2 separate regions of the Arachis hypogaea genome follow, and region 1 is linked to region 2. A link is a contact called in public Hi-C data. All regions are on one chromosome and are shown on one strand. Each heading gives the region's core, a stretch centred on a gene start, on an enhancer-like site or on the middle of the called end of the contact. The rest is flanking DNA. Distances are from core to core; before and after follow the strand shown.

Region 1 (2,700 bases), core at 159-2,658, 45 kb after region 2:
CGCCCTGTGCTCCCTGCAACCAACGTTGTCACTGCACCTTCTTCCCTGTGTCGCGCCCCTTGCTCTCGACGCTGCCGCTGCACTTTATTTTTCCATGCGTTGCGCTGCCCCTGTTCTCCCTGCAAGCGACGCTGCTATTGCGCGCCTTCTTCTCCCTCCTGTGACGTCGCATCGTCGCCGAGTAGAGGCCTTGTTCCGCCGCTAGCTGCTCCAACGCTGCACCTCTGCCCTTGCTTCCACGCCGTTGTATTGTGTCTTCGTCACTTTCATTGTGTGTCACGTTGTTTTGTTCACCCAAATAGTAAGATTCAAATAAACATCCACATCTTAGTGAAAAGAACCATCTGTACATAGTAAAATGAATATCTTGCGAAGCATGTGCATGCATAATCAAGCAAATCAAGTAAAATACCAATAAATAAACATCAACTTTAGAATGAAAAGAACCATCTACATACATAATAAAATGAACATCCGACTAAGTTGATAAAAAATAAGTAACGAAACAGTAGCTGCGAAGGCTTTGGGTTCGCGATACAACAGCAGCAGCGGTAGCACAGGATTGCAAGAGAGTGGTTGCAAAAAAAAAAATCAAAATTATGATTAATCTAATTAATTTAAAATTTGATTTTTAAAATTAAAATTAACTTTTTTTTTATTTATTATTTACATTGTTAAAAAAAAACAGTATTCTCCTATATTGTTTATCATGAGTGAATGCATAATAACCATTCAATTCAATAGCCTTGTTAAGTCTAAGCGTGTAGGGATTAAAGAGAGGACATGAACGTATTTTAAGTTTAGATAAAATATATTTTTTACCTTTAAAATTAATTAAAAATTTTAAAAATATTTTTAAATTTTATTTTATTTTAATTTTGTTCAAAATTTTTTTATTTGTATGAAATATAATTAATTATAATAGTTAAATTTTTAAAAGTTTAAAACTAATTTAATAATAATATATGATAATTATGTTTTATTTATTTATATATGTTAAAAGTTATTTTGATAAAATTATTATTGAATTGATTTTAAATTATTTTAAAATTTAATCATCAAAAATATATTTGATGAAAATAAAAAAATTTTAGAATAAAATTAAAATAAAATAAAATTTAAGTATATATATACTTTATCCTTTTAACTTTTAAGTATCTAAGTACCGATCCAATCCCCAACCACAGTAGTAAGGAAAGGAATTGCGTCTGCCCCTCTTTTTCAACGTACGGTCGATTCAAAAGGGTTTGTCACTTTGTCTTCATCAATATATATAAATTAATACTCGGTTAGAACTTGGAAGAAGAACATCAAGATTAGGGATATCAGACAGGAAGATGTTCACGTATGTCATGTCGATGTCCTTTTTGAAATATGATATTTCAACAACATTAATCATTTAGATATAATAATAAAAAAAATACAAGGTCCAGATTAAGCGAGTGAAACACAGATGAACATGAAGGTTGGGTGGTGCATGTAGACATGCAACCGTTTTTTCTTTTAACAAGTTTTGTATGATTGAAGTTATCAGCTTGTCCTTATAGACTAATTTTAAAAGCCATTTTTTTTCCAGCCGCCATATGTGATATGTCTTGACTGAACTGCACTAAATGGCATTATTTTTCTTCTTTTTTGGAACGAGTGTCACAACAATAATCATGCAATGTATATAAAAAAAGTTTAGTTATTGTGTATAAAGATATCTTTGATTTTCATAAAATTTTTTATTATAGTACTATAAAATAGTTAAATTATTTATTTATTATTTGATTATTCTATTATATTAAGTTTAATTATTTTAATAGTTAATTATTTAATTAAAAATATATAAATTAATATGTATAAACAAAAACAAAATTTTGTGTAAAGGAAGAGGGGCAATGCTCCCTCTTAATTTTTTTTAACAAATTATGTATCAATTTTTATTTAACTATTTTTTTCATAAAATTAATTTTTAGAGTTAATGAAATATTTTTATACAAATTTAATGTACCCACAATTAAAAACTTAATTAAAACTTTGACTAGAAAATTTTTTTAGAGGGAATATTTCGTTGATTTTAATATTTTTGAAACAAAAAGACTTGACTATAAAATTAAAAGTAGTGTAAGAACGTGATTAGAAAAAAATATAAAAACTTAATTACAAATTTGATAAAACTACAAAGACCAACAGAATAATTAAACATATTCTTAATACATACATTTATTAAAAGATGATTACCTAAAAAAATTATGGAAATAATTATAATTTAAATAATATATATTTTTTTCAAATTTAATAAAGACTGCATTTACAAAAGAATTAAAAAAAATTGTTCACAATTATTATTGTTATTGATTAATTAATTAATTAAATAGAATTTGTTCACGATTAACCAATAATTAATAATAACAATAATGACAATAACAACAATTATAGTAACAATTATAATAGCAATAGATAATGGCAATGATAGAATAATAGTGATGATGATGAAAAATTATAAATAAATCAATGAAAAAAAGTTTATAAAAAAAATTTCAGTTCGACAAATGTATGTGTTTTTATATTTTTAAATTTAACAAATAAATCAAAATTAATGTAAGTTTTTGATACGATATTGTATTAAGAAAGATAGAAATTAAAGAGAATTTAATAAAACATTTTAAAATTAGAGTTTAAGAAAATAAATTAAAGTTTTTAATTATATTAAAT
Region 2 (2,700 bases), core at 53-2,552:
TACTTAATCCTAATTTTTTAATATGAATTTTTTAAATATATAACTATAAATTATTTTAAAGTTTAGTTTGTATGTACTATATATATTAAACTCTATATATTAATATTCAATCAAATAGAAAAAATAAAAGTTAACTTTCCATACTTAATATCTTAAAAAATAAAACATTTTTATCTATATAATAACAGGACATATCAACTTAAAAAGACTTTTATACTTAGAACACAGAATATTATCCTACTAACTAAATTTTATACTTGTAATACACGAAAACTAAATTCTCAATTCAAATTAAGAAAGAAAAAGTTAATTAATACAATTATGAAAGACTTTTATACTTAGAACACAGAATATTATCCTACTAACTAAATGTTATACTTGTAATGCACGAAAACTAAATTCTCAATTCAAATTAAGAAAGAAAAAGTTAATTAATACAATTATGCAAAGACATACTAAGACTAAAGTATGGAAAAATTTTCAAGTGTACCTGAAACATCGGTGTTTCAGTGCCAAGTTGATTTTAATTAATATATATTATATATATTTTTTATAATTAAAATTAACGGTTAAAATAACTAGAACATTGTCAGGTACACTAAAAATTCTTCCTAAAGTAATGTATGTACCTGCATCCTCATTAAGAGGTCAGAGCTTTGTTTGATGGAAAATCTATTTTTAGTAAACTCTTGGCGCAGCCTTTCAACCTCAGCATGTTCTTGTGGTGTTCCTGCATTTGGATCAAACTCCCAATGTTGTCTTCCTATGAAATTGTTTCCTGAAACCAAGTTCTTTCCTCCTTCTGCTATCTTCAACTTCCACATCCTCAACTATATATTATATTTATTTTCCTAAGTACAAAGATGGGTTCATCATAGTGAGAAAACATTATTATTCATGTATATACACACATATAAAAGTATAATAAGAAGCGTTAAAATATTCTAAAAATACTAGTGTTTTTTTAGTTATTTTAGTCATTAATTTCGGTTGTAAAATGTATACAAAGTTAAAAATTGAAATTAATAATTAAAACTACCGAAATATCAGTAATTTAAAATACTTAAAAATGTTCTAATATCATAAAAGAGAGAATGATAGATGTTTACTTGAATTTGAATGAAAGTATTATTAGTAGCCCAAAGAAGATTAAAATTGGATAGATGAGAAATTGTGCTATAGCTAGCTAGCTATAGATGGAGATAAGCTTAGAACTTTAGGAAAGAAATATATAAAAATGAAGATTTTGGATACATGCACACACCGCTTGGCTGAAAAGGGATTGGAGTGTGGTGAGGTGTGTGGAGTGTTTTGGTAAAACAGTCCTTTTATTCCCAAGCATGGAGGGAGAAGTTTCTTATATTAATTTTGTAACTAAGTACACCTTTAGCGATGGATGAAATTCACACAATAAAATTTTCTTATCATACCATTATTGATAATTAGTAGGGGTGTCAAAAATTTTCAGAAGTCGGGGATCTTCGCGGGAACCGCCCCGAATGGGTCCTAATAGTGGAAAATTTTTTTCGTGGGAATGGAGATGGAGAGCGAAATTCCCCCGACAAGCGCGGGGATTCGAGTGGGAATTCCCGCCTCATCCCTGATAATTCTCCGAATTTTTGAACTTACTTAATAATTCTTACTTTATTTTTATTATAGGGATTTTTTTAGTAATTTCACTCATTAAAAAATTCTAACCCTATTGTTCAAGATTTTATTTTATGGACTATGATTTGCTATGTTATATTTCTGAATTTATAATCTTGGATAAGATATGTTTGTGTGTTTGTAATAATATTTTATAGTTTATTTTTTAATTTTTTTGATATTTTTTTATTATAATTTTCATATGAATGTTAAATATAGAAAGATGGAAAATAGGATCCCGCAAAAATTATTCTCCGTTTCCCGCGAAAATGGGAAATGGAAAATGAGAATGCGGGAAACGGAGATGGAGACAATTATTCTCCCATGACAGAGAATGGGACATAAACAAAAATTAATTCTAGGAGCGAAGACGAAAAGCAGAAAAACATTCCTTGCCCCCACCCCGTCCCACTGGCATCCCTAATAATTAGTGGGAGGTTGAATTTATTAGGTGAAGTCACTTTCATCTATGTATATACCAAACTCTTAGCTTTATTTCTTTTGATGAAATTTGTCTGGAATCTTTTGGATCCGACGAGGAACATTATAAAGTATATAGTACATTGCCTGCTCTCTCTGTTTTTTCATGAAATTATCTTTCTCAACTTAGAGAATTTTTTTTGTACTAAATTTTGTAAAAATTGAACATTAGTAAAATTATATTTAAAAAATTTATATTTATGTACCTTTCAAATTAGAAAGTATAATATATGATTTCGAATTGACAAAATAATTTATGATCTACGGTATATGCAATTCTAATCTAAAGATAGATTTTATAAAAATTTACCCTGAACAAAAAAATTGACTAATTTATGGTAAATGTTAAGATTAAAGTTAGAATTGAAGGTGATAGACATAGTGATACAATAAAAAATAAAGTTAAAAATAACTGACTAATTTATACCATAAAAATTTTAACGATAAGAATAAAATAAAATTAAATTAAATTAAATGTTAACGGTAATTTAAAAAAAATTAAAAATATTAAAGATAAAAAATATATTTTATTCAAAAATTATTTCTACTAATAATATTATTTGAAATATTGAT

What was found. A called contact is a pair of places that touch in the nucleus more often than the background predicts.
Region 1: a contact with region 2 is called in a Hi-C map of leaf, with 1.7 times the contacts expected there. The contact joins the enhancer-like site here to the promoter of LOC112751378 in region 2. A contact is called at or near these places in 4 of 8 Hi-C or Micro-C datasets (leaf and an unstated tissue).

The regions. Positions count from the first base shown.
Region 1 is chr15:151,902,108-151,904,807 of arahy.Tifrunner.gnm2.J5K5, forward strand. No RefSeq gene overlaps it. Among protein-coding and RNA genes, the nearest start is that of LOC140172877, 19 kb to the right of the region's middle. Within about 2 kb of position 1,409, at least 3 of the 3 cell types and tissues checked have open chromatin away from gene starts, as enhancers often do.
Region 2 is chr15:151,857,374-151,860,073 of arahy.Tifrunner.gnm2.J5K5, forward strand. LOC112751378 (lupeol synthase) reads right to left here and starts at 1,303. Exons shown (of 19, transcript XM_072217252.1): 1 at 1,110-1,303; 2 at 630-851. The coding sequence starts at 824.